Linked DNA regions of Zea mays: regions 1 and 2 are each linked to region 3. Evidence: chromatin contacts called from public Hi-C data. All regions are on one chromosome and are shown on one strand. The core of a region is the stretch at or near the end of the contact, and the rest is flanking DNA. Distances in the headings are between cores, read along the strand shown. Region 1 holds the start of LOC100383393 (Protein RETICULATA-RELATED 3 chloroplastic). Region 2 has its middle 34 kb from the start of LOC100501609. Region 3 holds the start of LOC100282739 (ADP-ribosylation factor).

Evidence for each region. A called contact is a pair of places that touch in the nucleus more often than the background predicts.
Region 1: a Hi-C map of ear shows a contact between it and region 3, with 1.7 times the contacts expected there. The contact joins the promoter of LOC100383393 here to the promoter of LOC100282739 in region 3. A contact is called at or near these places in 3 of 25 Hi-C or Micro-C datasets (ear, leaf and tassel).
Region 2: a Hi-C map of leaf shows a contact between it and region 3, with 4 times the contacts expected there. The contact joins the enhancer-like site here to the promoter of LOC100282739 in region 3. A contact is called at or near these places in 2 of 25 Hi-C or Micro-C datasets (ear and leaf).

Annotation. Positions count from the first base shown.
Region 1 is chr3:191,864,682-191,868,591 of Zm-B73-REFERENCE-NAM-5.0, reverse strand. It overlaps LOC100383393 (Protein RETICULATA-RELATED 3 chloroplastic), which reads right to left and starts at 1,563. Exons shown (of 1, transcript NM_001176048.2): 1 at 182-1,563. The coding sequence starts at 1,498. The coding sequence ends at 470. LOC100277449 (14 kDa zinc-binding protein-like) reads right to left here. Exons shown (of 5, transcript NM_001364796.1): 5 at 3,617-3,910.
Region 2 is chr3:191,812,614-191,816,649 of Zm-B73-REFERENCE-NAM-5.0, reverse strand. No RefSeq gene overlaps it. Among protein-coding and RNA genes, the nearest start is that of LOC100501609, 34 kb to the left of the region's middle. Within about 2 kb of position 2,684, at least 19 of the 20 cell types and tissues checked have an H3K27ac peak or open chromatin away from gene starts, as enhancers often do. A contact at or near this core is called in ear and leaf, where this site is marked.
Region 3 is chr3:191,663,334-191,667,168 of Zm-B73-REFERENCE-NAM-5.0, reverse strand. It overlaps LOC100282739 (ADP-ribosylation factor), which reads left to right and starts at 1,735. Exons shown (of 7, transcript NM_001412185.1): 1 at 1,735-2,034; 2 at 2,273-2,438; 3 at 2,893-2,963; 4 at 3,119-3,238; 5 at 3,521-3,639. The coding sequence starts at 2,291.

The DNA of each region.
Region 1 (3,910 bases), core at 314-2,813, 200 kb before region 3:
ATAACATTATACTATGTTTGGTTAAGTCCGACCGTAATGAGATACTACAATAGAAATTGATATTGTCCTGTACAAACTTGTTATAATCGAGTGCAAGATTAACTAGATCATCAACAAATCCCCTTTGGGTCACTGAGTCCTCTCATCTGTACATCATAGTACCATTCAGAATCATATATACTGCATGCAAAAACTGAAGGTATTTAACAAACAGGCTACCCATCGAGTCAACGATCAAATGAGCATGAGAGGAAAAAAAAACTTTATTCTACCATCACTAAGCATGTCATCATCAACACCGATAAACCACAAACAGAGTTTTTTAAAAAAGAAGTTCTGAACCTCACTCCACTCCTTATTCCAACCAACTCTACAGGTGACTAGGTGAGTTTCTTGGTCTATGTCCAAGAACCAGCAAACGAGTCTGAGATGATGCACCATCAACTTACTCGTCTCTCTCCTCTACCACCTACTTACCCTCTCCATGCCTCGCCTCGTTGATGGCATCTGCTGCGGCATTGCCCACAGCTATCAACCTCTCCTTCTCTTCCGCGACCGTCGCTGGCTTGTCTGATTTCTGCGCCCCGGTCAGCCTGGCAAGCAGCACGAAGGACATCCCACCCAGCACGTTGTTCATGCAGCGGAGAGCAACAACGGACACCTTGAACACCGGCGCCGGTGCGACCTTGCCGAGCAGGTACTCGATCCCATTCAGCGTCTGGTACCGCAGGTTGCTGCTGACACCCATGTGGAGCGCCCAGGTGGCCGCGTTGAGCAGCGTGGGCGGCGGCTTGTTGGGCGTCTCGAACGCCGGGTCCATGCGCTTCCGCATCGCGATCAGCCCGTTGGAGATCGCGGTTCCGGTGAGCCCGGCCGCGAACCCGACCACCGCGAAGGTGGCGCCCTTGGACATGATCGTGGCGACGCGGGAGCCGAGGGAGTACGCGCCGGGCTCGAACATGTGGCTGGGGAGCGCGGACGCGGCGGACGACGCGGCGGCGGCGACGCCGGCGGTGGGGGCGAGGAGGTACATGAGGACGAAGTTGAGGATGGATCCGACGACGAGCGTGGAGAAGACGAAGTCCAACTCGTTGAGGCCGAAGTTAGGGCGGGAGGCCATGTCGCCAAGCACGCAAGCGGTGACGCCGACGAGCTCCTCCATGAGCACCTTGAAAGGGAACTGCGGGTCCGCAGCGACGCGGGCGGCCCACCCGGCGAGGAGGAGCCCGAGGATGCCTCCGCGGCGGCCTTCGCCGCCACCGGAGTTCGCGGCGTCGCCAGATCCGCCGGCGCCGCCGTACGATCGCGGCGGCGGGGGCAGCCTACCCCCGGGGCCGGATGGGCAGGGGGAATGGAGGCGGCGCAGGGACGAGGAGTTGGCGGAAAGCGGTGAGAAGGAGAGATTCGCGGTGGGCCCGACGCGGTGGGGCGCGATGCGTGGGGAGGAGTCGAGGTGGGCGGGGAAGAACCTGGCGGCGGCGAACGCCGTGGTGGCCATGGCAATCCGGACTCGAGGGGATCGCGCGCGTCCTGTGCCCCGTGTGCGAGACGGCGGCGGCGGTGCGGTACAGTGAGTAGCGACTAGCGAGACGGCCCCTGGGGAAGGGTTTTGGCCTTTTTGAGTTGCTCAGTGGGAGTGGAATATTCACTCCATGCTAAAATAAATATACATATCGTTTCTCAAATAATCAAAATTTAATTAATTATATATACTAATATTTATAATATATTTTATTATATTTATGTACTGATATACTTTTATAATAAATTTATATCAAAATATAAATTTTGATATTATTTTCTATGTTTTTAGTTAACTTAGAAAAAACGCTTATTTTTTCTCGAACGACGCACGAGAGCTACGCGTCATTTTATTAAAAAAGAAAGAAAACAATTTTATTAAGAAAGAAAGAAAACAACACATCACATAAGGGAGGCATGTAGACTACCTCTCACCACACCAACACTCTAGAGAACAAGCGCACCACACAATGACAAACAAACAACCCTATATGACAAATTTAGGTGTCCAGCCTACGCGCCTCACCGAGTAGCTCCTTGAGTGTCGTATTACCAGCAAGACAACAAAGCTCGGTCTCCTTACCAACTTCTTGGCAGACTAAAGAGACACTAGGATTAAGACCCTCAAACATACATGCATTCCTATGCTTCCAAAGAGTCCAGACCACAAGAATGGCTAGGAGATTAAACCCTTTCCTCTTCTCCTTTGGCAAACTGTTGGCTGCCCATCACCACTAGGCAGAGAAAGATCGCACATTAGGTTAGAGAGCAACTGCCTGCAGACCAACACATATAAGGATTTTGGTCCAAACCTCCCGGGAGAAGACACAAGAATGTGTTGCATATTCTCCGCATCTTGATCACAGAGGAGGCAAAGACAGTGGTGCGATAGCCCATGCTTCGCTAGGCAATCTGCTGTCTAACACATGTTCTTGATTGCTAACCAAATAAAGAACTTGCATCGAAGAGGGGTCCATGTTTTCCAAATCCTTTTTCAAGGTGCAAACTTAACTAAACACAAAAAGAAGGCGTCGTACAATCCTGAATCTGTTAGGTTCCATATGTGTGATGATCTGAAACAGCAGGCTGCAAGATAAAATCATCAACTACTTCCTAGAGTTTCAGGTATTTGACAAGCACGTGTACAGTGAGGGCACCCGGATATCAGCAGTCCAAAACCTGCAGTCCAACGTTTGAGAAACAGTGTGTTGTCGAGTGTTTCAAAAACGATATGCGTGTTTTAATTTTGAAACCAAAGGGAACATGCCCAACACTTGAAAAACAGTGCGTTGTCGAAAACCAAAGGGAACATTATAAATTTGAACGATACGTGGGAGCAATGGAGAGCTTTTGAGGTGGGGGTCGGTCATCGCCTCATCGGTGCGCTCCGCGGCTCCGCCTCTGCTGCGTCCTCGCGACCTGTCCACCTATGAAGAGATGGGTGCTGCTACTGTTAAACGGTTTCTGAGCTATAGTAAAATCAAGATTATATTACTTGATGGCATTTAGCCGTGTACCCTCCAGTCTGCACTCTGCAGACATGCACACTGTTGCCAGTCGGGTCATCGGGTCGGCCCGTGGGCCGTCGGGTCGGGCCACGGGCAGACTCGGGCCGTGATTTTGGGACGGGCTCAGGCCGAAGTGTTTTCATGTTGGATTTTGCATGGCTCGGCCCGGTTGGAGCATCTCATGTTGCTGATTATGTTCGTTGTTCCTTTCGAAACGGCTGAGTTTCAACTTGTCAGAAGACGTGGTCCCGATAAATCCGAAGAGAGAGAGAGATGGGTTTTTCCGGTTTTGGTTTTGGCTCTACTATGGTCTGTAGACAGTCGCATGATTGAGGCGAGTGTGTTTCTTTTAGCTTCTTTTAGAGATGCGATGTTTGAATGTATTAGAGTTAATAGTTAGTTAACTAAAAAATAGTTGTGGAATTAGCTAGCTAACGAATATCTAATTTACTAAAAGTAACTAGTAATTGAACTATTAGCTAGACTATTCAAATGTCTTCAGCTAATTTTAGCAGTAAACTATTAGCTCTAATGTATTTAAACACGACCTTAGATGTGGTAAGAGAAAACATGGTACCAGGCAGGTATTAACTGAGAAACAGATAATGTTACGAAATGAAAACTTTTTATACTATTTGAGCTCCGTACACAAAATCATTGGGACAGCGTCTACCGATGACTATTTGTGCAACCCTAATAGCAAACTGCAAATGACAGCATATTATGAAATTCTAACGAGTGAACAACACATGCCTTACGAAGTCATTGCTTGAGTCTTAGGGTCTGTTTGGTTCGTGGCTAACTGCGCCACACTTTGTCTAAGGTTAGGCGTTCGAATTGAAGAACTAACCTTAGGCAGAAAAGTTAGGTAAAGTGTGGCA
Region 2 (4,036 bases), core at 1,435-3,934, 150 kb before region 3:
GCCGCAGGCCATTGTTGCGCGCAATTGCTTTGGATGAGGCAAACCCTTAGGGACTATGATTACAAATTAACCAAAGTTCTTCTCCTATATGATAATGAGAGTGCAATCCGCATGGCGGATAATCCCGTTGAGCACAACCGCACTAAGCACATAGACATTCGGTATCACTTTTTGAGGGACACCAACAAAGGGGGATATCGAGATTGCTTATGTTAGCACCAAAGAACAATTAGTCGATATCTTTACCAAACCATTAGACGAGAAAACCTTTACCAAACTTAGGCATGAGCTAAACATTCTTGATTCTAGGAATTTTGATTGATACCTTGCACACATAGCTCATTCATATATCTTTGATCATATCTCTTTTCTTTGTTATGACTAATGTGGTTTTCAAGTGTATTTCATGCTAAGTCATAGATTGAAAGGGAAATGGAGTTCTTCGACGAAGACAAGGCTTCCACTCCACTCCATCGAATTATTCATCCTTCGCCGTCACTCCGCACCGCTCTCCAAATTGGTATAATCTTCACTCATATATTATTTGCCAAAGGGAAGAGAAAGTAAAAGAGCTTATATTTCACTCACAAGTATCCGTTTTTGGCGATTCATGCCAAAGGGGAGAAAGTATTAGCACAAAGCAAAAGGACCGCACCACCACCAATTTCAAAAATGTAGTCTTTCAATTTGAATTTAAAGAAGTTTTTCAATTAGTATCTTATTTTTTATATAATTTCAAATTGATATGACCCCTTTTAAAATTAATATCTAAAACCCTCTTGAACACTTAGAGGAGAATTTCATTGAGGGAGAGTTTTGTTTAGTCAAAGGAAAAGCATTTGAAACAGGGAGAGAAAATTTCAAATCTTGAAAATGCTTCTCAAAATCTTATTCATTTACCTTTGACTATTTGCAAAAAAACTTTGAAAATAATTTCCAAAAGATTTTGCAAAAACAAAACATGTGGTGCAAGCGTGGTCCAAAATGTTAAAATAGAAGAAAACATCCATGCATATCTTATGAGCCGGTTTCCCAAAACAGCGGGCTTCGTGCCGGGCTCGTGGGCCTCGTGTTTATTGGCCATTTATACATCTAATAGACTACTGATCTGGAGCCGCGTGATGGATTCTCGGATTCGTTCCTGACCATAGTAAGAGCTAGGAGCACTGCGTGTATTAATTAATTAAGCAAAAGCTAGGATCCGTACATCAGCATCACAAGGCTCTATTTGCGGAAGAAGGAAAAAAGCAAACTGAGCTCAATTTGTTAAGCAGTTAATAGAGATGCGTGTGTGTTAATGTGTGAGCAGTTATCTCATTATATTCTCTATCTTAACTCTTATTTTAAACTTCACTACATAAACAGTATAAAATAGTTTTTTTATATAACCATATACACGAGCGAAAGCTGCTGAGTGCTGACTCATCGGTGCATGTTCTTGGAACTTTCTCGTGGGAAATGATGGAGATTGGAGACTGGGCAAGCCGACAAGCGAGTTGTGACTTGTGAGTATTATTAAATTATGCGTCAGGTACTCATGTGGACCATTGGCAATAATAATGTATAGAGAGAGTGACAGGCTGACAGCGAGGTGGTGGCAACATTCAACCGTAAAGAAAAACTCTTGGTAGCAGAATGATGTCGACCGTCTAAACAAAAACTCGTTTTATATATCCCAAGGCGCCAAGTGCTTGCTGCTGCCTACTCCTACTCCTGCAGAGTCCTGCTTGACTTCACTGGCCGTGGCCCGTTCATTTGCCGGCGGTGCCTGAAGTTGCTTCCTCAAGAAAGGCATCTGGTTATAGATAGTACAGGAGAAGGGTAACCAAATACTAGGGGCTAAAGGCCGGCCTGTTTCTTATATATGGCCGGTCAAATAACCAAAATATAATAATGTTTAGCCAACGAGCTTAGCAATAATTCGGCCGGCACGTGCTGCTTTATTTGTTTAGACAAACAAGCTTACAAGCCCAATGCAATACGAATGACTGGCTAGCTAGAGCACCGGGCAAGAACAAGGTGGTGGTGTGATGTATATGCAATGCAAGAGCTAGCAAGGTGTTAGAGAAAGGGGAAGCAAAGCATGCGTGCCTGTGCACGTGAGGGCATCATCATGCCCTCGATCCGCTCCTGGCGGCTTGTGGCCATGGATGCTTCGATGGCAGCGGCGGGCACCGTACCTAGCTACAGTACCTAACAGGCTCCATCGTCTTTCGGCAGTGGAGCGATATGAATGAGACTGAACTTTATTTGGGTGGAAAAAAAACCCCTCGCACCTCGGCCACTTGAGAGCACTGTGCAGCCAGGCAGAATGATTAATTGGTCCGGTGTCACTCTGGCTGCACCACTCTGCTCTGCTTCACTTGAGAAGTTGAGATAATGTGGTGGTGCCCAGTAAGACTTGGACTTTGAGTTGATACTTGACGCGCGTCTTGGACGACGTGAGCAGCCGAGCTGACAAGTGACAACCCCACAGGTCACAGCGCAGGCGCCAGGCGGATGGATGCGCCATGCGCGTGCGTCCACTAGCGTCCAAGTGGTCACCACTCACAAAACCAGAAACCACCACGGCCGGCTTCCGCACTCGGCGCTCCCGGCTCGCCAAGTGTCGGCCTTGGACCGATCGACCGGGTGCTCTACTCCAAGTGGAGGCTCTGTGACTCTGTCGGTCTATCCGAGTGAGGACGTGCAGCCTGGCGGGGAAGAGGTGCCGATGAACCGTGGGCTCGGCTGCAGCCTGCAGGTGCAGGCCCAACTTCGTGCTGGGCTGCTGGCTCCAGGAAAGTGATATGCGCAGTTTTGGGCTTCTGCACGGCGCATCTTGTGTTATCATTGGAGAGCAGGCCAAATTTTTTTATTATAAGGACTAGTTTAGAAACTCTATTTTTCAAACAAAAATTAACTAATTTCTCTTGAAAATCCTATGAGAAAATGGGGTTCCCAAACTAGCCTTAAAAGCATAAATGTTTAGCCTTTTGCAGTCTTCTGCATACGGTATCGAAAATTAAATAAATATCCACCATAAAACAAAAAAGATAGATAATTCAAAAAAAAAAATGAATCAAACACCCTCTAATCTAGTATTAAACCTCCATCTATGGCTTACAAAGATTTCTATACTATAGCCACCACCTCTAATAGTCGTCACACCGTAATAACTCCATACTGATCTTCTTTCTACAATAATCTTCAGAACCTCAATCAATATGTTCACCTGGAAAGAATCTACATAGTTGCCCGCACGCGGTGACCGCAGACAACAACCAGCATGCATGTCAAGAAGAGAGCCGGAGAAGGAATGCAAGGGTGCGTTTGGTTGCAGGACAGCCAGGACAGAGACATCTTCTGATGTCCTCTCTCGTCCCTCCAATTTTGAGGGATAACTGGGATAATACTGTGATAGTCATGTCTCAACCATTGACCCTGAACCAAATAATCTTATTTGAGGGATCGTCTCATCTCGTCTCGTCCTATCATTGCACATTGCAGAGTGGTGCAGCCAGTGTCGACCCCTGGTTATCAAAGGCTCAAAGCATACGCAGAATTGAGAAAGAGAGCATTTCACATGTGCCCCCGGGCTCGAGAGAGTATCACCTCATTGCAGCAGCATCCGTCAAAGATTGAGCAGCAACCAACTTTTCCTTTCGGACACCTATAACCATATGTAGTAATGTAGTATGTAGATGCATCCAATTCCAGCAAGAGATCGCAAAAGAGCAGCCCGAAAAGAGGCGAAGATAGTGATTCTTCTTATACGGCTGTAGAACAAATAACACGATTATACTGTACATGATATGCCATGCATCACAATCGTGTCTTTTGTCCACAACACAGGTACACATGTCAGCTTGAGGCGTGAAGCCTTTCGCCTCCTACCCCTGTACTCGAACGACGAACCCAGTGGGCAGCATGTTGCACTTGCACATTTGGTTTTAATTTAATCCGAAAAGAGAGCATACGATCATAACGATAAACGTGTACAGAAATTGAATAGATCTAAATATACACATCATGCAATTATAAGAGTAAAACTTGA
Region 3 (3,835 bases), core at 486-2,985:
ATTCAATGCTCGGTGGGCTACACCCATTGGGTGCACCTTCTCAGGAAATCTCAGAGAAGAACAGTAAACTCAAAAGCGAGCAATGAAGACATTTGAGTTGATTATTTCAAATCAATTCAAAGCTCGGGCGCTACACCCATTAGGTGCACCTTCGGTGCACCCAACGGACTCAGGAAATCTCAGAGAAGAACGCTAAAGCCAAAAGCGAGCAATGGAGACCTTTGAGTTGATTATTTCAAATCAATTCAAAGCTCGGGGGGCTACACCCATTGGGTGCACCTTCGGTGCACCCAACGGACTCAGGAAATCACAGAGAAGAACACTAAACTCAAAAGCGAGCAGTGAAGACCTTTGAGTTGATTATTTTAAATCAATTCAAAGCTCGGGAGCTACACCCAACGGAGTCATGAAATCTTAGAGAAAAACACTAAACTCAAAAGTAAGCAGAGAAGACCTTTGGATTGATTACTCAAAATCAATTCAAAGATCGGGGGCTTGTGGGGGATGGATATCCCCGGGTCCACATGAGTATGAAAACACGTATGGGGCCACCCAGCAGGCGCCCTCCTGGGGCGTTTTGTGGTGAGCCGGATAAAGGAAACCAGCAGAGGCAAGCCAGTTCTGATACGAAAGAGGCCCACGTCCGAGTTAGCTGTTGTAGGAGCGCGGTATGTCGGGTAGGGTTTGTTGCGTCCACCCTACAGACTAAACCGTCGGCGATAACTCGGGCGTGAGAGCGCAAGATTTTCTCAGGATAAAGGAAGATTGTTCGCTACAAATCAGGTGATAAGCAAAGAGATTGCGATCAACATCTGTGCGGGGAGGCTTTATCTGATCGTGTATATATAAGGCTAGGAGGCACCCTTACCATTTTCATCTCATACTCAGCCCACCATTCTCATAGCCACAACTTGTAAACTCACCTCAATATAGAAAACCATCACATGACGTAGGGTATTATGCCTCTCGAGCGGCCCGAAACTGCTCAAGCTTGTGTGTTTCTCTCATCGTGCTACTGCACGAACCATCGAGTCACAATAAACGTCGCCGTCCTACTCAAAAGCACCACGAGGGTAACCCCGAGGTGTGCGGTCGGGCAACAAACACCGACAACATCAAATGATAATTTCAGCACCGAACAACATGTCATGGATAAAAATTGAAAAATAAGAATTTATGATAATATATTAAATTCGTATGGTCCACATGTCAAATATATGTTGGATAACAGGTATGGATACTGGCCCGCGAAAAAATTATATGTGGATACCTTATTATATCCAAACCGTATCTACAAATACCAAATTTCACCATACCCATATCCAATGGATAATTTTCCACAGTTACCCGTACACTTACCCATTGCCATCACTAGGGGATGACGTTGGCTCCATGCCGATGCGGGTTGACTCAGTCGGGTCCCGCGCGAGCGCACCTCAGGCTGCCTGCAGCGGCAGCCACGCGGTGCCCTCTCCCTTTCCGGTGTGCATGCTTAGGGGGCCTCTACGTGAGCAACGTCGGCCTCCAAATGGCCCTCTACGCGCTATATCGCAAGGGGAGGCCACCGCCGTCCTCAGATCAAGGGGAGCACTATAGTACCCCTTGCACAGTGCTTCCATATTTAATAATTGAAAAATAGTAATAAAGATGAATATAGTTAGATAATGATATTTTATTGTTATATTGGAATATAGGGGGTATATAGAGGGAACCGGAGATAAAAAAAGTAGATACGAAATGCTGGAATTCCTGGACGCAAAAAAATGTTAATTGGGTAAACGCTGCGGACGGTCTCAGCCCGCCACGCGACAACCGACAATCCTTCGCAGTCCCGCACCGCACCGCCGCACCGCACCACCGCACCGCGGCCAAGGCCAATAGCCTCGCCTAGCGCTCACTCGCTCGCCCCACTACCACCGCACCACGCGCTCCCGTTTCCGCCGATCCGAGCGCGCAGATCGCGGAAGCCCAGCGGCTCAGAGTCCAGGGGGAGGGAGCTCGCGGCGGCTGAGGAAGGCGTTCACCACCGTCGCGGTGAGTGCTCCCAGTCAAGCGCCTCTTCCTTCGTAGTGTCAACAATTCCGCCCCGCGCCCGCGCGGATCTGATTGTCTCGATCGTCCAATCGAGCGGTATTTTTCTCTCCTACCGTCCTACGGCTACGACATGATTAGCTTAGATTGGACGCTAATGTTGGCCAATATGTTCGTTCGCTTGTCTCTGCTTTCTCATGCGAATCCGATTCGATCCCGCGCCTCGCTCTGGATCTCGTAGGATTTCATTGAGGAAGAGATGGGGCTCTCCTTTGGGAAGCTGTTCAGCCGCCTCTTCGCCAAGAAGGAGATGAGGATTCTCATGGTCGGGCTCGATGCCGCCGGTAAGACCACCATCCTCTATAAGCTCAAGCTCGGCGAGATCGTCACCACCATCCCCACCATTGGTAAGCCTTTTCCCCACCGTTCTGCTTTGCATCTAAAATATACTGTGGGAAATTGCTAGTGAACTGTTCGGTGCATGCAATTTCTGAAATGCACAGTCGAAGGTAGTGCTATGCATTCGGGTGTATATTCACTATTAGTTCGTGAAAAATGATCTGTAGTCTAATCTGGTTATAATGGTTTGAGCTATAAAAGTTGACAAAATTATATCCTGCTTCCTGAATATTGCCCTTCTGTGTTACATTAGTTTCGTGTAAAAATGTATTGTTGGGATAGTGGCTTGAGTACATGACAAAAATGGGCTTCTGAATGATATGCCATCTTTTTAGGAGCATTCTGTATATACTGGAACTTGGTATAAATATGATATATACATTTGGTACCAACACTTGGAGTCATGGTATGGAACTATACTGTAGTCCCATTGATAGGATTGGCTATCTTGGACTTTTGCAGGATTCAATGTTGAAACTGTTGAGTACAAGAACATTAGCTTCACCGTTTGGGATGTTGGTGGCCAGGACAAGGTGAGCATATGTGCTTAAAATTCAGTTATATCTCTGAAGTACCACCATGGTATCAACTCTTTGCAAATGTGTTCTATCTCAAAATCCATAGCACTATCCTGTTGTGATAAACTTTACCAAGAAATTACGGTTTCTTTATTCTTTATGTCAAACAGATCAGGCCCCTGTGGAGGCACTACTTTCAGAACACGCAGGGACTTATTTTTGTTGTAGACAGCAATGATAGGGAACGTGTTGTTGAGGCTAGAGATGAGCTCCACAGGATGCTGAATGAGGTAATATAGTAGTGTTATTTTAGTAGTTCCAAAAAAAAGTTCCATTCTGCAATATCCTTTCTCTATGAGTAGTTTTTATTTCAGCAATATTACAATCATGAATTTGGATACTGTATAAGTTGACTTGCCAACAAAGTATTTTAAAGCCGTCAGAGCAGCTTATGAGACATGCATAGGGGTGCTAAATATCAAACAGCGCCATTTCACAGTGCTAACTCTCAGTCCCTATACATGTATTGTACTGACTTAATTCCTAATGATATAAATCTTTCCATTTTGTAGGATGAGCTGCGTGATGCCGTGCTGCTTGTATTTGCAAACAAACAAGATCTTCCCAATGCTATGAATGCTGCTGAAATTACTGACAAGCTTGGTCTGCATTCTCTTCGCCAGCGGCACTGGTAAGAAGTTTTATTTTCATACACTTTTATCTCCCTGTATCTGAATCATGGTTGCTTGACATTCTGATATTTGTTAGTGTATCTAGTTATCTACACTGCACATATTTGCGAGGAGCGTATCTTTGAACCACTTGTTTTAGTCATCAATCTTCATGATGTGACAGTATGAATTATGCATTAATCTGCACCGCTTTAA